Regions from separate parts of the Mus musculus genome. Here regions 1, 3, 4 and 5 are each linked to region 2. Evidence: chromatin contacts called from public HiChIP or PLAC-seq and promoter capture Hi-C data. All regions are on one chromosome and are shown on one strand. Each heading gives the region's core, a stretch centred on a gene start, on an enhancer-like site or on the middle of the called end of the contact. The rest is flanking DNA. Distances are from core to core; before and after follow the strand shown. Region 1 overlaps Tnnt2 (troponin T2, cardiac). Region 2 overlaps Ipo9 (importin 9). Region 3 has its middle 18 kb from the start of Gm32835. Region 4 overlaps Gm32835 (a long non-coding RNA gene). Region 5 overlaps Lgr6 (leucine-rich repeat-containing G protein-coupled receptor 6).

Region 1 (3,642 bases), core at 984-3,483, 430 kb before region 2:
ACCAGTTCAACTCCCGGTGGAAGTCTGAGCCAACCACAGAGCCTGCCTGCGCATGCACACATGCACTCCTGTCGCTTCCTGGTCACCCTCCCTCACAGGCCTCTGCCTTCAGGGCCTTACTATAGATAGGTGCATTCACTCACCTGGGCTTGGGTTTGGTGTCCTCTACTGGACCTTCTGGAGGAGAGAGATGGAGGTATGGGGTCAGAAAGCCTGAGTATTGCCACCTCCACCCTGAGCTGGGCACCTATGGGCCTCTGTCTCCCCATCTGCACAGGGAGTCTCTCCCAGGTCTAGTAGATCTGGACTTCCATAATCACCAACAAGCATGAAGGTGACCTGGAGGTGAGGTCGCAGAGAATGGCTGGCTGTGTTTATAGGCCCAGGACACTCGCCTGTTCTAGGCTAGGAAGATTGCTTCTCAGATTTTGTAGTAATGCACAGTCCTGTGGGAAGGTTGCAGGGGCCCTGAGCCTAGAACCCCTCTCAGGCCTGCCCAATGTTTTGTACCTTGGACTTCCTGTTGGCCACAGAGCCAAGGGAGTTAGTGGGCATAATTCCAAGGCCTGGTTGGCTATCCCCTGCCTTAGGTGTGACTGGAAACAACTGACAGAGGCTGCAGCCTAACAGGGACCATGATGCCACAGTATGGACCATGCATGTCTTGGAAGTCGTTCCTCCAAACATCAGTCCTCACTGGCATTGCCTGGGTACCAGGAGTGTCAGGTGTGACTGTTACTTCTGAGAGCAGGGGCTAGACACTGGGTCTCTCTCCTGTTGGACACTAAGGCTACTTCTCTGAGATGAAGACAAAGGTTTTGAGTCCCACCCTCCCAAGCCCAGCAAGTACCACCAAATTCTGGCTTCCAACCCTTTCCTGTACACCCTCTGGTTACACAGGAATCCCTGGACACAGTCTCACCCAAGGCTACTATGAGGAGTTCTCTTGTGCCAGCATCACTTACCTTCAGCATCTTTGGCTTCTTCATCAGGACCAACCTCTAAACAAAACATGATCAATCAACAGAGGTCCTGTTCCAACTCAGATTCCCCCAAGAGCATTCCCCATGGTCAGGCAGGATATTCTGCTGGTTTGTAGGGTCAACCACAAACGAAGCTCTGTATTGACAATCATCACCCAGAAAGCAGACTGCTGCATCCCCCGAGCCCAGACAGGGACACAAGCTAGCAAGCACCTGTTGGACGACTTAAGACACCACCCCTAGCCCCTCATCCCCTCACCCTGGGCTGTACCTTCTACGTTGGCCTCCTCTGTCTCAGCCTCACCCTCAGGCTCAGGTTCAGCCCCACCAGCCTCCTCCTCCTCCACTGCCTCCTCTTGCTCTGGAGAGGTAAAAAAGACACCATGACCAACTGACCCTCTCTCTTAACGTGCAGAAAGCACCCCCAGAACAGAGATCACATCGGGAGGGTAGAACAGAGCCAGTAACATCCAGGCTCACATGATATAGGAGCCACAGACCCAAATGACAGAGGAATGCTGTTTGGCTCCTGGTTCAAACTGGAGCACAAAGCCACGCCCAGCCCAGGACTACTTCTGCAAGCAAAGATTCCTATAACCTCACCCACTCATCTACACTCTCATCCATGCCTCAACCGCCCCCCAAGTAAGTCAGTGCCCCAGAGTTCCCTGTCTGCTCCTTTGCAGGTAAAGTGAAATCCAACAGAAGGGTCCCATCTGACTGGTAAGTACCCCTAAATTTGGCTCCCTGAGAGTTTGGAAATCTGAGCTGGGTCTTCCCTAGTGTAGAAACACATTATATACATAGATAAAATATAATGGTGTGGCGGTGGGAAACACCAGTGACAGGACATCAAGACTCACTGCTGGGGACTAGTTGGGGTGAAGTTCTGTCTAGCCTCTTTCTGTCCAGTTTAGCACTAGCTTCCCCCATGACCTTCCTGGGGACAGAAATCCATCGTCTTCCCCAACTGTTCACCCCAGAGGTGCTGGCACCACAGGACAGGTCCTGACTAAACTGAGGTGCTAGGGAAAGTCTGTTGTGAATCCAGTGTCTCTTCAAGTCCTTCTTCCAAACCCAACAGAGGTTGTGCGGGCGGATGAAAGGTCCAATAGTTAGAGAGATGTGCTACCCAGAAGGTTGCCAGCAGTTTCTATTTTCATCGTTTGCTTGACAGGATGTGGATGGACCCCGCCTCTCCCAACATTCTGAAGGGACAGACAGATTAGGGAGACAGGATGCCATCCAGACCATGACTCAGCTTGGCGGAAGTGCTTGTAACATTCAGTGATTGATAGACTGACAAGTGGTGGCCCCTTGGCAGAGGGAGAAGAAACACCTCAGGACAGAAAGAACCATCAGAGGAGAGAGGGCCTCCACCCCCACTGCCTCATCGTCTCTGCCCTCCTTTCTTAGGACTGGGTCCCCACTGAAGTCCTGGGGTGCCTCTTCTTTCAACCCTCCAGGAGGTTTGTCAGGTAGCATAAGAGTAGAGGAAGGTGGCCAGCTATGGGGTCCACCCTGAGGCCACCTCTTCTCCCATTCACCCTAAGTTTCATTTTCCTGTGCCACGTGCCATGGGCCCAGTGGTCATTTAGAAGCCCAAGGAACAGGTCACACTTAGGCCTCCCTGGACATCACTGTAGGAAAGCCAGTCCTAAAATTAAGCCCCATTCTGTCTCCCCTCGCCTCCTGTTACCCCCAAGAAGCAAGTCCACCTTCACCCCACCTCTCAGCAGAACACATCTGAAAGCTGACATCATGTCCTTTCTGCTCTGGCTATTTCTGGCCTTTTCTGTCCCCAGAGCCCAACCTTGCCTTAGGCAAAACAGGGAAGGTCCCCACATGAACACTGACATGAGCAGTGGAGCAGCTGGGGTTTGTTCCTATCACAGGAATCCTTCTGTGACCATATGTGGAGCAGGTGGGAAGACAGGATAGCCCAGATCCTTCCCACTTCCCTCCCAGAAGGAAAAGAGGGAATGGGGGAGGGGTCCTAGGGTCCTGGCCCTCTGAAGTTGTTGGTCTCCCTAGCCTAAGCCCAGAGCCCAGGAGGAGCAAGAAAGCAGGGACAGGCACAGGATAGGGAACGCTGTACTACCGTCCTCCTCTTCTTCACTCCAGTCTTCCTCTTCCGGGTGCAGGAGGTGGCGGTGGCGACAGCAAAGGGAGCAAGCAGAACAGGTTAGTGTGCGGTGCAAAGCCTGGCAGCAGCGCAGACCACAACCAGCTCAGAGTTAGGCCTGAACTCTGATTCACAAGTCAACATTCAAGCAATATGGCAGCCTCACTCCTCGTGACATGCCTGAGCCTCAAGGACCATTGCCTGCCAACCACTACTGAGGATGGAGCAGCTTAGCATGCCTAGCAACTGAAAGCATTGAGAGAGAAGCGCCCCAGCTACAGGCCCTGGCTTCTCGCTCACTGAAATGGTAGACCCCAGTAGCAGGGAGAATAGGAAAAGATTTGACTCCCCCTCCAAGTACCCCACATTCCTGCTCTGAATGAGTTTTTGGACTGTCCCACAGAACATCTACCAAATCCCAGAATCACGGGTAGGAAAGTCCCACTGGGGGCCATACTAAGGGAGCTGGCATGGGCTGTTGGAAGGCCTGGGCTCATAATCTGAGGAGCCTGACCACTTCCCCGTTGTTCGTGA
Region 2 (3,600 bases), core at 786-3,285:
CTTGGCTTTTATTCAGTATTTCAGTTTCTTCTTAATTCTTTCATATTTCATATCTAGCCTTCCTTATTTCATTCAGGTGTTTATTTGTGTCTTGAAATGTGCTTGTTACACTGGGATCTCTCTCAGGGACTTCATCCGATTCTCACTAGAGATCATTGCTATAGTTTTAGTAATTTTGAAGGAGTTAGTTTGCTTTGATATTTCCTATTTTTTATGTTACTGCATTGGGTTTACATATCTGGTATTTTTTTCTTTGCTTGGTTTATTTTTTGTCAATTATATTTTTCAGATGACATATTTGAAATGGTCAAATGGGACTTGAATGTGTAGTTCAGAAAATAATTCCTTAGACCAGGAGTAGCTCTGAGGACCTGGTGTACAGTCTGTCTTATTCCCCGAATTCCATATTAGCTGTGAAAGCAACCACAGCTGCTTGATATCAGCACTAAGCAATTGTCAAGAACTGTTGGAGGACAAATAACCAGGTTTAAATAGTGTAGAGTAGACTCAAAATTTTTTGTTTGTAAGATAGAAATAGGGAGGATTTAGGATTTGTAAGAGGGAGGAGTTAGCATAGATCACCTTGGAGAAGAAAAACATTGAGGTTAGTAAAATGTAGCCAGAAGGGGAAAGTTGAGACCCCTTTGGGGTCTGCAGATTTTAGAGATTGTTAAAGCTGATGGGAAGTTTTCATTAAGTAGAAAGAGTAAGGGATGAGACTAAGAAGAACAGTATAGGAAGAAGAGGGGAGGTTATGGGGCTGGAGAGACAGCTCAGTGGTTAAGAGCACTGGCTGCTCTCCAGGGGACCTGGGTTTAATTCCCAGGGCTCCTAACCATCCGTAAGCCCAATCCCAGGGGTATACCTCCCTTTCCTGGTCCCTCCGCAGGCACTCGGTGCACAGACATACATGCAGACAAAAGCCCCCTCCCTCCCCTCAGAAGGAGGCTAGTGCATGCAGTTAAGCATGCATGCTGCTTTTGCAGATGACCTGAGTTGTATTCTGTGTAGCCACATCAAGCAGCTCATGGCTGCCTTTATTTAACTCTAGCTTCAGGGGATCCAGTGCCTCTGGCCTCTGAGGATCTACGCTCACACACACATTTGTAATTAAAAAATAAGATAGATATATGTATGTATATTTTAAAGACTGGTTATGGGGTAAATTGTTAGCTCAGCTGCACTTAGTTACAAATTAGTTCTCAATTCTTCTGGCTCTAGCAGGTTCTGCATGGTGTTGTGTGATAGAGGAGGAGATGGGAGCCTTTGATCTCTGAAACCTCTATGTTCCTGGGGCTCTGGCATATGAAAGGAGGGGAGGTTGAAAGTCCTTTTCTGCCGGGCATGGTGGCAGGCATGGGGGTGCATGCTTTTAATCTCAGCGCTCAAGAGAGAGGCAGATAGATCTCTACTTCGAGGCCAGCCTAGTCTACAAAGTGAGTTCCAGAATAGCCAAGGCTACACAAACAAACAAGAAAGTCCTTTCCTGATATAATTCCCTGGCTCCTGCACACTGAGTGGCATGTCGAGTTCCTACGCTCAGGTGTGTGAGGAGCAGCACTCGAGGTCTAGCCGTTGAATCTGTTTACTTGGCATCTATGCTGCATTTTACATGCCCACTCAGCATTAATAGCAGGTTACCAATTCTATGTCAAAGTCAGACCTTTCATTTGTCCTATTCTTACCCCCAGATACCCTTTTAGAGTTCCGACTGTGTACCTACTGGTGAGCTTTTAGCTCAGAAACATCAGAAAGGCCAAGGTGTTCCTTGATTGGCCTTTCACCTCCCTGCTTCTGTATGAGTGAGGTGACTGCTCTGTGGAATTGAACTTCTAAGAGCCTTTGCTTAGCTCTCCTAGTGCCAGGGTATCCAGCAAAGGGCAATTGTTTTAGCCAAGGAGAGGAAATCCTAGTTTTCCTGTACGGAGTTAGCTTCTTTCTGACAGACCTGGAGAGAAAGGATGGCTGTATAGTTACTCTGATTGGAAAGCAGAAGAGGCTTTGTACTTGACTAAGGAAATGACTATACAGTGAGGTCACTTTCTCCCAGCCAGGAGAAGGAACTGGTGAAGAAATGTGTATCCTTTGTAATGAGTCAGCAGGCATGAAGTGGACGGCAGCCAGCCTCCATTCACAAATAGCTACTCCAGTTGATTTCAACTTCACACCACAGGAACTGGAACATCCATGAGGACAGAAAAGTATTGGTGTGTGAGAAATGTGGGACCAGTTCTCTTTAGGGTTTTCCTTTTTTTATTTTGAGATGGAGGTCACTCTGTGTTGCCCAGGCTAACTTTTAACTCCTGGCTCCGGTAGTCCCACCTCACCTTCCAGAATAGCTTAGGAAAATAGGCATGTCCAGCTGTGCCCAGTGTCTTTGAGACTTTTTGGAGGAAGATACTGTTCTTGACTTCTGAGTTATTTTACTATTTATAAAAGAGAACTTGGTCTCAAGATATAAAGGGACTATATGCTAAGAATTTAAATATTTGATCTAATAGATAAATCTTTTACTTCTATCTTATAGTTTTGTAAATTTAGTTGTTAATACCCCAGACTTTTTGACTTGATAATAATGACCTCAGAAAACTTACTTTGAATTTAAACCTACAAAGTATGAACAAATTGAGACTACTCACAATGATTATAGAAAAGTTAAACTGTACAGTTAGTCACTTCAGTACTAAGACTCCTTTCTTTGTAGTGGTGGTGATGGTGGCGATGACACTGGGGATCGGACCAGACCCTTGAACGTGCTAAGCTGCACCCAAGCTCTATGCTATATTTATTCATAAATGCAGGCTATGCTTGATCCTAGGCCCAGAGGTGGTAATATGCTATCTAATGTATTTATTTGGGCTGACTTCAGTCTAAATGGAATTTGACATTTTATTAAGATATTAATTTTATTAAGACAAAGCTTGGAATTTATCTTTCAGAAGGAAGCCACATTCCTAAAGAACAGCTGGTCTCCAGTATTTGATCTGTATTTGACCTGTGGGGATTGATACAGGGTCTTTATGCATAGCATTTTCTTATTTAATTTTTTTCCATACACAAGACGATATGACCTGTCTTTCCTCACCTCTTTCAAATCTGCACATGGGTTAAACACCTTCACTCAGGAATCCTAACCCCAGAATTACACATTGATAAATGGAGTCGATGCTTAATACATTTTCAGATGGGTGGGAGGGTTGGTAGTTGGTTGGTTGGTTGATTGGTTGGTTTTTCTCGAGACTAGGCTCTCACCATGTAGCCCTGGCTGTCCTGGAACTCGATCTGTAGACCAGGCTGGCCTCGGACTCAGAGATCTGCCTGCCTCTGCCTTCCAAGTGCTGGAATTAAAAAGGCATGCACCACTATGCCCCGTTTGTTTTGTTGTTTACATTGAAGTAACTTGTCAGGAGACAGAACTGACAGAAACCAGAATGGCACTTGTGCTCAAAGCTGTCATGGCACAAGCTCAGAAGGACCCCTGTTTGCCTTACTTGTATGCAGTTGTGTTGCAGATGGCTTTAATCTGTGTGCTTTTCTTTTTAATATCTTGTATCTTCTTTTGTGTTCCTATTCTCTCTCCCCTTCTGACGAATAATGCTT
Region 3 (3,640 bases), core at 385-2,884, 260 kb before region 2:
CGAGCACCGTCCTCTGCTGGCGGTGACTTGCCAGCAGATATCTCTTCATCGTCCCAGTTTCTACATGAGTTCACCGTGGCCCACTTGCTCACACCCCTTACACTGGGAAGAACAGGCCATTGCCCAGGAAACCGCTGGCTGCAATCCAGTCCCTTTACTGTAATCATGTTGAGAAAAAAGGCAGGCATGACTTTGCTTCGGCAGGAATTAAAAGATGAAGGGAAGAAGGAAGGGGACACCAAGGTCATTTCTATGGCTCTTGTAAAAAGACAGAGGATGCCTCGGAAGCTGAAGAAGAGATGCTGTCTCTGTGCTGTGCTGTGTGGCACCTGAGATGTGGTCGCTGTGTTGTGCTGTGCTATATATGGTATCCAAAATGCTGTCTCTGTGCTATGCCGTGTGGCTCCTGAGATACCGTCTTTGTGCTGTGCTGTGGTGGCAATGGAGCCTTATGTGAGGCATTCAAAGGGGCAGAAAGGAGGCAACCTAGGGTTCCAAAAAAAAGCAGATGAAAAACAAAGCAAACAGCACCAGTAAAGAGGTCTGGATGGATGGCTCAATGGTTAGGAGTTCCTGCTACTCCTCCCAAAGTTCTTGTTTGCCTCCCAGCACCCACCTTAGGTGGCTCACAACTGCCTGTAACTCCAGCTCTAGGGGATCCAGCGCCCTCTTCTGGCCATGCACAGGGCTTACACTCATATATCATATGCATACACATACATAAAAATAAAATATAATAATAACAACATAAAGCCAGTATCAGAGTAAGGGGGAAATAGAATTGTGTTTCTATGCTTCTGATACTTCCTAGGTGTGTGTTTTTGTGTCTGACTTTGTTTGTGACTTAGAATATACCATGTGCCATGTGCCTGTTCCTGTCTCTGAACCTTCATCTGTAACAGGGAGCTAACTCTAACCTAGCTCACCGGACAGCCTAGCTTATGGGGACATCTGTATAACAGAGTCTGTGTAATAACACACTTAGCTTAGCACCTGGCTTGCAGAAACCAGAGATTATTGACAAATAGTCGCTCACGGACAAGACACTTGACCTTCTGAGACCCGACCCTCCACTCTGTAAACTGGGGTTTGACTCTGGTTCCCTTTGGGCCTGCTGAGAGACTGTGGCTGCAGATGTTGTGGCATAAGATGGGTTCTCAGTGAATGAGTGCTTCCTTAGGGAATGCTTGAAGTTCCCCTTTGGGGTGACCAGAAGCAGATCCCTGTCCCCTGAGAAGCCCACACTGTGGCTTTCAAGTCTCTGCATGGGATGGAGGCTTAGGATTTTCCTCTGGCAGGGGTAGCATCTCAGACAGGAGAGGCTGAAAGAGTTTTGAGAGACATGAGAGTATGCTGTAGCCGGATGAAGGCTTTCACAGAAGGTGTGGCCAGAGTGCAGAAGCACTGGCCTCCTCTCTCCTCCAAGGGTTTGGTTTAGAAGTTGTCAAGGACCACAAGCTGTTCTTCCACTTCCTTTTGAGCAGGGCCTAAGTCATCTGGCGCCGACTGTATCATAGAGGCCTTGGGAAGAGATGGTGCAAAAGGAGATAGGAAATCTGGTTCACCCTTTGTCTGCGTGTCTGTGCATCGTTCTGTGGCTACCACTAGAGGGCGCAGTTGCCCAGCACAACCCACAGGATTCCCACGCCCTCCTCTGCAGCAGCCAGCTGGCCCCTGCGTCATTTGGGCTGGGAAAAGCAGCGAGGCTTACCCACTCAACTCTACACTAGATGAAAGACGGGGGTGGGTGAGAGCCTCGGGTGGGGCAGCCCTGCACTGTATGGGAAAACTAGGCGAGCAGAGGACTTTAACGGCCTAGAGAGCAGAGCTGGGTCTGTTACCCTCAATGGTGTTTAAGACTTTGATTCTTGGCATAGGCTCTATCTATAGAACTACCCCTGTCCCACAAAAACAAACAAACAAACAAACAACCTCAGTTTTTCTCTTTATTCTCCTGGACTATCAAGTATGTTGGGTGATTTCAAACAGACTTAGATGGTGTTGGTTGGCAAAAACAAACCGTCAATGTTGTCTAGTCTGGCTGTCTCTGGAGTCTTCTTTTCTTGCGGTTACTGGGACCCGCAGCCAGAGCCAGCTTTCCCTCCCCTATCAGCACAACCCTCCTGTGTGGCTCTGCTAACTTGCCCACTGTAGATGGATATAACCCGCCCCAAACTACCATTTGCCTTAGCCTTGGGCTTCCTTGGCTGATGACCAACAGAACTCGTGCATCTGCAGTAACTGGAGGAAGTACAGGAGGAACTGGGATAAGCCTAGGACCCTGGTTCCCTGCCAGAGCCCTTGGCCGTAGCGTGCCTGGAGAGGCAATGATTTAGTGAGACCCTGTCACCTAGCTCTTCAAGTCTCAAGCTGCTGATGCCATAGGAGGATGCCGCTGTGTCTATAAACCCATCTCTGGGGCTGTGTAGCTGCCTTTCTCTTTCCCTCTCTGCAGACCCTCTCTTTGGGAGTGGAGGTACTGCTAAGCACTCACCGTGGTCTTCATATGGTCCACTGGGGTCTTTGGCTCTATGCCATAAGCTGGGTCTCCCAGGGCTCTGAACAGTGATGGACAGACCAAGTTGCTTCCTATCCTCGGAGCCCCAGAGTAGGCAGTGGGCTGGGGGCAGGGGAGGCGGGGCAAATGAATCCAGCATTCCATAGGCTTCCAAATTGTGTGCCTCTGTACTTGCTCTTTCCAAGAATCCTACACAACTACCTAGAGTCTGGTCTGGGGCCAAGCTGGAGTCCTTTCATCCCGAGCCTTCTCCCCCAGAGACCACCGAACTGCAAAGCCTGGACCACAGCTTGCCTCTGCACCGTGAGGGCTCCTCTAGCAGAAAGACGAGAGTCCTTCTGAGAGCCTCCTCCTGACTTTACCCAGACAGGGTTAGCAGACCATCTGGTTCCAGTGTAATATGGTCAGGGAGGCCGTCCTAGATGCAGCGATATTTAATATTAGAGGATATGAACAGGAAGATGAGCTGGTTCCTAGTCAGGATGATAACACAGGAAGAGATGAATCTGCTGCAGTCATACACGGGGCCACCCAGAGGCAGGGTGTGGTCCCATCTGACTTTGCATCCAGGGTCTGCTGCTTACTGGCCGTGACTGTGAACGAGACCTTCCAGTGCTTGCTAAGACTGGATGTGTCTGACACTGGCATTAGAGTGGGCATTATATACGAACTGACTTATTTCTCTTTCTTCTGTTTTCATTTTTGGGCTTTTCTTCTGGGTCCTTTATTTCTAGACTCCGGAAGCTCCCCAGGGAAAGAGATGGTCCTCCCTACCCACCTCAGGCAAAGCCCTGCCTCTTCAACAGTGGGTTGACTTAAGGTCTAGGGCGGTGTCCCTGGCTTGTCTCAGGATCTCCATATCTTGATGCCCAGATTGGGAGTTCTCTGCAGCTAGGGGCTGTGCTTCCCCTATCAGCCTCTTATGTCTTAGTCAGTAAGTACAGCTCGGGCATAAGATGTTCAATGTGGAAAAAAAGGGTCCGCACTGAGTATAACCAATGAAATCTGAGACTCATCGAGCAGCCCCTTGCTTATGAAGGTACCTGGTAGCTCTCAAGGTGTTTTGCTAAGTGTGTTCCAGAACTTGGGTCCTTGTAGACAGAGGGTGTTTCTCAAGTGCAG
Region 4 (3,716 bases), core at 838-3,337, 280 kb before region 2:
GGGGCCTGATATCTATGGTATCAGCCCGTAAAAGCACTTGCCTGCAAACCTGACTACCTGGATTCAATCCTCAGGATCCAAGTGATAGAGAGAGAGAATCAATTCCTACAAGTTGTCCTCTGACTTCCATATATACATTGTGCACATGCATACACCAATGGATGAGATCATACACAGGAAATACATAAATAAATAAATAAATAAATAAATAAATAAATAAATAAATAAATAAATAAATATCCTTTAAAAAGGACACTTAGGGGCTGGCTAGATGGCTCAGTGGGTAAGAGCACTGACTGCTCTTCCGAAGGTCCTGAGTTCAAATCCCAGCAACCACATGGTGGCTTACAACCACCCATAATGAGATCTGATGCCCTCTTCTGGTTTGTCAGAAGACAGCTACAGTGTACTTACATATAATAACAAATCTTTGGGCTGGAGCAAGCAGGGACTGCATGTCTATACACCACTCTGTACTTAGTGCCTACAGAGGCTAGAGGAAGGTGCCAGATGCCTGAAACTGAGTTAGAGGCTTTTGTGAGCTTCCGTGTGGGTGCTGGGAATCAAATCTGTACCCTTCAGAAAAGCAGCCAATTCTCTTAACTGCTGAGCCACCTCTGCAGCATCCCACCCTTTTTTTAAAAATATACATTTATTTATTTATTATCTGTAAGTACACTGTAGCTGTCTTCAGACAAACCAGAAGAGGGCATCAGATCTCATTACTGATAGTTGTGAGCCACCATGTGGGTGCTGGGATTTGAACTCAGGACCTCCAAAAGAGCAGTTGGTGCTCTTAACCGCTGAGCCATCTTTCCAGCCCCCCAGCTCCCCATCCTGATCCTGCCTTTTAAAAAGAAACTTCAGAAGCCAAGCAGTGGTAGCACACGCCTTTAATCCCAACACTTGGAATGCAGAGGCAGGCGGGTTTCTGAGTTCAAGGCCAGCCTGATCTACAGAGTGAGTTCCTGGACAGCCAGGGCTACACAGAGAAACCCTGTCTTGAAAAACAAAAAACAAAAATAACAACAAAAAAGTTTTTTTTTTGTTTTTTTTTTTTAAAGAAACGTTAGGGTGTGGGGGAGGGGCAGTGGAGGGGCACAGGGGATGACTCCGCCAGCAAAGGGACCTGAGGCCAATCTCCTGAATCAAATATGAGGGCATGTGATCCCAGGGCTGGGGAGGCAGAGACAGGCGGAGCCTCGGGACTCTGGCCAGACAATATGGCCCCATTGATGATCTCCAGCCCAGTGAGAGATCCTGTCTGGAAGGAAGTGGACAGCATTCCTGAGAATGATGCCTAGGGCTGTTCTCTTGCACTCATGCCTCCTACACACACTGAACACACACACACTTGCACATACAAACACATTTTTAAAAAAATGAAACCAAGACTTTTTGATAAAAGGCAAAAAAACCCGACTGATGTTTATTATATAGGCTTGTTATGATATGGCTTGGTATAGATTGAGTGCTTAAAGCAGCTATAGACACCCAGCAAGTGCATATAGGTGGCCAGACTCTTATTACCTCCAAGACTGCAAAGCCTGCCAGAGCCAGGCATCTTAAAGGGGCCCAGTTTCTCTCCACCAGCCTCACTCCTGCTTTCCCAGCCCTTAAAGGAACACTCCTCTTCAAAGGCCATCTTTGGAAAAACACTGGCTCTCCGCACATCGTACTTCCTGGTAAGAGGGAGCAGCTCATCTTCCCGATAAGGCAGTGACTCGCTGGCTCGTGTAAAACGTTCATCGCTCTGCCAGCTTTCCCCACAGACTCTTCCTCCCGGGCCCTCGTTCACTCCAGCAATCAGCGTTAAAAGCAGGACCCAGGGCCAGCAGCATGAGGTCAGAGTGGCCAAGGACAGGGCAGGGGCAAAGCATTCTGGCTGGAGCAGAAGCCCCTTGCTGGCTGATGAACCAAGTAGAGAGGACAGGGTTATGCCTGGACAGACTTCTATTTCTCAAAAAATATACTGTGCAGCACTGAGGCCAGAAACAGTGAAGTGAGGGGTTGGGAGGGTTGGGGGGACCCAGTGCAGGGCCCGGGAGCTGAGCATGACCTGGTGTGGGTGGGGCAGGGCTGGGTATGACTGGGTACTTTCTGTGTGATTACTGTGCTTCTGCTTATGTTTGAGTGGCACTGTCTAAGCCACACCCTCTTCTATGATCTCACTGATACCACAGCCTTGGTAGTGTGTCCTGGGTGGGATACCCACTTTCACTGACGAGCAAACTGAGGTGCTGTATTTCTGTAAGTGGCACCAGCCGGGCATGGAGGGAATCATGTCCTCTGCAGCCAGGCGCAGTGTTTTTCCACTGGCTTTGGAGGAGGAAGTCAGAAGGTCCCTGGACTCCACCTCAAGAGCACTAACAATGTTTCTTGCTGAGGAAAATGAAGCCACATACTGTCTTCATATCCCTGCCCAGTTCCCTGCAAACGGCTCTACGAACCCTGAAAGAGGCAAGGAGGTCAAGACTGCCCTGTTATAGGCCACAGGGAGTGCATTCTATTCAAATGTCCAAAGTCCCACATCAGGTGACCCCAGTGGCAGGACAATTGAACACTGGCCTACAGAGCTCAGCATAGGAAGAAAAGATCTACCCCACCCTACAAAGCAATCAGGCTGTGGCAGAAAAAAATTTTTTTTTCCTATGCTTTCTGGGGCTTCCAGTGCTCTCATCTCAGGCCAGGTCTGAGACTCAATGGGCTGGGCACAAACTTCTTGGGCTGATTTTGAAAACCCTGTTTGTCACACTGACATTAATCCTCTTGATAACAAACTGCCCTGAGGCAGAGCTGGTGCACAGCAGCAGAGGACAGAGAAGGGACCTGCCTTAGTGGGGTCAGCAGTCCTGCAAGCCACCTTCTCCATTATGGAGATTATGGTGGCCATGAGTAGGTCTCCACCCTTCATCAACCAATCTGCTCCCTCCCCACCCCCCACCCCCAGCCTCCTTCTGGCTCGTTCCATCTGACCCCATCTGCAGCCCTGGTCTTTACCTCTCATTGATTTTCATATTTAAGGGAAATCCATTTGTTTGATTCAGAACAACTGAATCATCACTGTGTTCAGACAAAAACCACTCACAAGGTAGGCACTTGGCAGAGGCCACTTATGGGTAGGACCCTGCCTCTTCTCCAAAGAGAACTCTGCCCATACTGGCTCCTGCCTGTTTCTCTCTGACGCTCTCACCTATGGCCTTCACACACTCTGCCTGTCACCCCAACAAGACTGGGTCCTTTATTTCTCTTTCACACCCATGGACACCCTCCTGTGTTTACCCACGAACTTAAGTTCACTGTTGGAGATGTGTGCTTGAGGCAGGCATTCAGAATAGAGTGGTGTTGGGGGAGGGGGTCACAGGAGAGAAATGTTGATCTAAATATAAGACTCAAATCTCACAAAAGTATCATGTTGGCCTTCCTTTTCACTCTGGGAAGTACCCAAGGGGTGATGTCATGTTGGCATTACCAGTGTGGCTGCAAGGGTCCCACGCATGTCCATTTTCTCTGTGGCAGTGGGCAGTTCAGTTTCTGGTGTTTTTTTGCACGACTTCCACAGTTTTTTGTCCTTGGGACTTCAGGGCCAAGAAACCTAGGCAGCCCTATTTGGTGAGCACCGGGGAAAGACAGTCTGTGTAACCCAAGTTGGCTTCAAACTCACGATCCCTTTGCCTTAGCCTCCTGAGTGCTGAGATTACAGGTGTGTGTCACCC
Region 5 (3,762 bases), core at 779-3,278, 390 kb after region 2:
CCTCTACTTCCAAATTGCTGGGGTTGCAGGGTTTCACTACCATGTCCAGCATTAGTTGAATTTTCTTCAAGGCTTGGATCTTTGCTATTCTTCACAATCCCCTTCTCCCTTTGTTAGCCTGTGGTTTCTTCTTTGGGGGGACCCTTGGGAAGCTCTGGGGAACACATCATGTCTAGGCTCTGTTGGTTGTCCCTGCCAAGCTGCCCTGTGTGGGCTAAGTCCACAGAAGTTACTTCTGTCCCATTCTGTACCCTGGTGGGGTAGGTGGGAGAGGCAGCATGTGCTGAGCTGGTGGCCAGTCTTGGGGAGGCCACCTGGGCTGAGTCTCTGCCACATCGTATTAAGTGTGGAGTTGAGTCCCTCTGCCCATGGGTACCCCTGGGCTTCACACACCTCTGGCTCCCTCCTCCATGACTAGTCTGAAGCTTTCCGTTTACCTTCTCTTTTGCCTGTTCCCTTTGGATGACAGAGTACAGAAGAAAACAAGAATATTTACGTGATTGGTCCTCACAAATTCGAGTGGGATTTTTTGGGGGTGGGGGTGGGGAATCAAATCTCAGAGTTTGTTTTCTCACTAGATCATTCTCTGAAACAAGGACTTTTGAAGACCCTCCCCCTAACTGTTTGCTTGGCCACAAGGTCTACAGCGTCTCTACACAAGGCTGGGTGCCTTGCCTGACTTTTGCTCCTTGTAAGAGACTTCAGGTGGAGTGGAGTTTGGTCTTGTTATTTTTGCTCAATTATGAGCAGGCAGAAGGCAATTTTGTTTTGCTTTCAGCGAACTGTTTTCCTTGGGAAGCTCTCCTAAAACTTCCCTCTGCACAGTCAGGTAACTCATGCACCTTCCTGTCACCCATCTGAGCCTGGAATCCCTTCCCTCCACTCAAGCGAGTTGCCTGTCAAGGCCCTGCTGAGGAGTGCCACCTCTGCTCTGAGAGGCCATGCTTGCTGCCTCAGCCTCACCAACCTCCCAGCTCTCTCAGCATGACCACAGCTCTCTCCAGTTGTAACAAAGTTTAGCCTTTAATTATATGTTGTCTGCAGTGGTTGACTGTTGGCTCCTCTAAGAACGTCTGGCCACTGAGTCAGGCTGGCTGAGTCCTAAGGAGTGGGGCCAGAGAAGAAGCCTCAGATGTGAGCCCCTATGACATCAGGTCTCTCTCCCAGTGCTTAGTCAGAACTCGCTGGAGCCTTGGCTGGGCTTTCCTCTTCCCAGAGCGGATCACTAGGAAGGCAATAAGGTATCCAGCCTGTGGTCGATCCTGCCTTGGCAATCGTGGCTTCAGAAATGGGTCTTGGCTGATTTGCTTGTCCCTGGAGAAAAGAGGTTGGACCACTGGGGTTTATCTGTTGGTGCTACACCCTTATTCTGCTGCTGTGTACACTGTCTGCCCTGGCTCCGAGGTTGTGCCACACACTCTGATGTGTCTCTCTCCTTCCCACGCAGGCATCTACATAACAACCGCATCCAGCATGTGGGGACCCACAGCTTCGAGGGGCTGCACAATCTGGAGACACTGTGAGTGGGAGAGCCTGTTTAAGTCCTAGTCTGCTGGGTGAGGACATCTTGACTAGAGTCGGGGTGTGGGCTTAGGAAGGGCCAGCAGGGTATGATCCGGTCCTGGTCACCTGTGTGCCCATTCTGGGACTCTTCTCTAAGATGTCACTCAGCAAGAATTCCTTCTCCCTTTAGGTGGGTACAAGGTAGTTCAGGGTAGGTAGCCCAGGAAGTAGGAGGGCAGGGTCCCTGCTAGCAGAGACATCAAATAATGCGTAGAAGGAAACAGTTAACAAGGCAGAGGGACTGGGGCATGAAGCTTGGAGACTGGAAGATTTCGGGGTGGGCTGGGGCTGACCTGATGGCAGTTTTGATGTCTGCTTAAGGGTGGCTGCTGACAGAAGGGAGAGGAATACCATGGAATAATGTCAGGAGTGTTTGCCAGCTGATCTAACTAGCTAAATGATTAATGGGGAAGTGGCCCGCTCAGCACCACAGCCTGCCTATAAAAAGCGCCCGAGCTGTTGACTCTTAAAAAGCCATATTATTCACACATCATCATCCAGGAATTCAGCTAAGGTCAGAATGCACCCAAGCCCTCCCATCACTTCCTCTGGAGGCCTGCCAGCCCCTGCAGAGTGGGCCGAGTGGGGCCCCACTGGGCAAACAATCAGCCAGGCTCTGCAAGAGTGACTGGTCATGCCAGCTGGGGTCTTTAGCTCCCCTGAGGGAACTGGCTACCACAGCCACCTGGTGCTGGATATGGAGTTGGGGGCTCTGGGAGAGAAGGGCCCCAGATCACCACAAGTGTAAGCCGGCAAGGGTGGGGAAAGGTTCATGAGAGATCAGGAGTTTATCACAACTTTTGAATCTCCTTCTCCAGTTATAAACAAGCCCCCATTTTCTAGCCCCCCCCCCCGACTGCTCTTAAGTTGATGGAGTCTTAGGAATCCAGTGCAGCAGAAGCTAAGATTCTGGAAGTCAGGCTGTGATGGGGGAAGCAACATGTTGGGAAAAACCACTCTGTAACGTCTACCCCAAGATGCCTTGGCTCCAGAATCTGTGGTTGTATGGGGAAACCGATGAGAGACTCATACCTAGGTCAGTCATATATTATTTCCTGTGGGTATGATTCCTAAGAACATGGCTGCTCTCTTGTGCTTAGTACATAGCAGGAGGAACAGCAGCGCTGGGTTCAACTCTCCTGGAATCCAGACCCTTTGACCAACTGTATATGAAGGAGCACTGTGTCAGGGCAGCATGCCCCAGCCTGGATGCAGGAACATTCCCATCTGTTCCCACTACTGTGCAAGGCTTAGACTATCTGCTCCTCCTCCATAGCTGTGACTGATGACTACACAGTTAGAACAGGCCAGTCTAGTCCTCTAAATCTCCATAAGAGAAAGTTCCTTTCCAGGAAGGCTGCGTAGTTCCTCTCAGAGTGATCCTTCTCCCAGGGTGACCTCCCAACTGTGCCCAGAGCAGATCAGAGTGTTAATGAGACAATGGGAGTCCTTAGGAGAGACCCTGGTTGTCCTACCCCCCTGGCCCAATGTATACTGAGTGGACCTACTGTGTGCTGATTCTGGAGCCTCCCTAGAGAAGCCCAACTCCTGGGTGGTGCTGAGATTGGATTGCAATTAACAGTGGGCCGGCGGGAGAGAGCACCTCCACCCTGGAATGTGGGGCTGTTTAGCTTTGCTGGGAAGTCAGGTGAGGATTGGGGCACAGATATGGAGTGAGTTGGCACCTCAAAAAAGCCAACAAGTAGCTGTTTCTTCACTTTTGGGGCACACTGCCTAACTCTTTCTCAATTAGCCACTGTCTTGCTGTGCAGGGCATTTGGCTCAGCGGCTGCTGGCTGAATTATAGAGCAGTCCTGCCGCTGCTAAGCACCCACTGTCTCTTTCATCTATCTTGGCCTCAACACACAAGGCCCCTGGGCTATGCCCACCTTGCAGATGGAAAAGCCAAGACCAAGAAACATGGAAAAGTCCTCCAACCTTTACAGTGTGGAGGCAGAAAAGCCCAGTGGTTATTCCCTTGGCACCAAGCAGCCCGGAGCCCTTACTGCCGGTTCTCCCAGCTGTCTGAGCTCAGCCGTTTGCCTTTCAAAGAGTCTTAATTTTCTAACCTATAACATAATGTCACAGGGTTGTATAAAGTTGTTACAGAGTCTGGCAGATATATAGGACCCTCCCCTCCTCCCTGTTTTCTTCCTCAGCCCTCTGTATGAGGCTTCATCTCCATGACACCCCATTTCC

The links. HiChIP or PLAC-seq counts read pairs in DNA pulled down with a chosen protein or histone mark. Capture Hi-C pulls out chosen DNA fragments and counts their contacts.
Region 1: a contact with region 2 is called in a FOXA1 HiChIP or PLAC-seq map of pancreatic cancer cells. The contact joins two enhancer-like sites. A contact is called at or near these places in 1 of 115 datasets of contacts at active chromatin or transcription factors (pancreatic cancer cells) and 1 of 9 other capture datasets (adipose tissue).
Region 3: a contact with region 2 is called in a promoter capture Hi-C map of adipose tissue. The contact joins two enhancer-like sites. A contact is called at or near these places in 2 of 15 datasets of contacts at CTCF or cohesin (embryonic stem cells and pro-B cells), 13 of 484 Hi-C or Micro-C datasets (the AML12 cell line, the Ba/F3 cell line, the G1E-ER4 cell line and 6 more), 8 of 115 datasets of contacts at active chromatin or transcription factors (the HPC-7 cell line, embryonic basal ganglia, embryonic stem cells and 2 more) and 4 of 9 other capture datasets (adipose tissue, bone marrow-derived macrophages, embryonic stem cells and 1 more).
Region 4: an H3K4me3 HiChIP or PLAC-seq map of bone marrow-derived macrophages shows a contact between it and region 2, with 2.8 times the contacts expected there. The contact joins two enhancer-like sites. A contact is called at or near these places in 1 of 39 promoter capture datasets (embryonic stem cells), 3 of 15 datasets of contacts at CTCF or cohesin (the NIH/3T3 cell line, embryonic stem cells and pro-B cells), 19 of 484 Hi-C or Micro-C datasets (the Ba/F3 cell line, the G1E-ER4 cell line, the HL-1 cell line and 8 more), 23 of 115 datasets of contacts at active chromatin or transcription factors (the HPC-7 cell line, the NIH/3T3 cell line, acute myeloid leukemia and 13 more) and 4 of 9 other capture datasets (adipose tissue, bone marrow-derived macrophages, embryonic stem cells and 1 more).
Region 5: a contact with region 2 is called in a FOXA1 HiChIP or PLAC-seq map of pancreatic cancer cells. The contact joins two enhancer-like sites. A contact is called at or near these places in 1 of 115 datasets of contacts at active chromatin or transcription factors (pancreatic cancer cells) and 3 of 9 other capture datasets (adipose tissue, liver and pancreatic islet).

The regions. Positions count from the first base shown.
Region 1 is chr1:135,843,257-135,846,898 of GRCm38.p6, reverse strand. Tnnt2 (troponin T2, cardiac) reads right to left here. Exons shown (of 15, transcript NM_001130181.2): 4 at 1,255-1,344; 5 at 966-1,001; 6 at 144-177. Among named protein-coding and RNA genes, the nearest start is that of Tnnt2, 8.7 kb to the right of the region's middle. Within about 2 kb of position 2,233, at least 33 of the 459 cell types and tissues checked have an H3K27ac peak or open chromatin away from gene starts, as enhancers often do. A contact at or near this core is called in pancreatic cancer cells, where this site is marked.
Region 2 is chr1:135,409,621-135,413,220 of GRCm38.p6, reverse strand. The region is part of intron 4 of Ipo9 (importin 9); the gene reads left to right. Among named protein-coding and RNA genes, the nearest start is that of Ipo9, 19 kb to the left of the region's middle. Within about 2 kb of position 2,035, at least 79 of the 459 cell types and tissues checked have an H3K27ac peak or open chromatin away from gene starts, as enhancers often do. A contact at or near this core is called in the HL-1 cell line, the HPC-7 cell line, the NIH/3T3 cell line and 3 more, where this site is marked.
Region 3 is chr1:135,668,590-135,672,229 of GRCm38.p6, reverse strand. It overlaps a transcript of Nav1 not described here. Among named protein-coding and RNA genes, the nearest start is that of Gm32835, 18 kb to the left of the region's middle. Within about 2 kb of position 1,634, at least 151 of the 459 cell types and tissues checked have an H3K27ac peak or open chromatin away from gene starts, as enhancers often do. A contact at or near this core is called in adipose tissue and bone marrow-derived macrophages, where this site is marked.
Region 4 is chr1:135,689,627-135,693,342 of GRCm38.p6, reverse strand. Gm32835 (a long non-coding RNA gene) reads right to left here. Exons shown (of 2, transcript XR_387422.3): 1 at 3,473-3,716; 2 at 1,396-1,908. Among named protein-coding and RNA genes, the nearest start is that of Gm32835, 3.4 kb to the right of the region's middle. Within about 2 kb of position 2,087, at least 65 of the 459 cell types and tissues checked have an H3K27ac peak or open chromatin away from gene starts, as enhancers often do. A contact at or near this core is called in the HL-1 cell line, the HPC-7 cell line, the NIH/3T3 cell line and 3 more, where this site is marked.
Region 5 is chr1:135,019,532-135,023,293 of GRCm38.p6, reverse strand. It overlaps Lgr6 (leucine-rich repeat-containing G protein-coupled receptor 6), which reads left to right. Exons shown (of 18, transcript NM_001033409.3): 6 at 1,448-1,519. Among named protein-coding and RNA genes, the nearest start is that of Ube2t, 59 kb to the right of the region's middle. Within about 2 kb of position 2,028, at least 79 of the 459 cell types and tissues checked have an H3K27ac peak or open chromatin away from gene starts, as enhancers often do. A contact at or near this core is called in adipose tissue and pancreatic cancer cells, where this site is marked.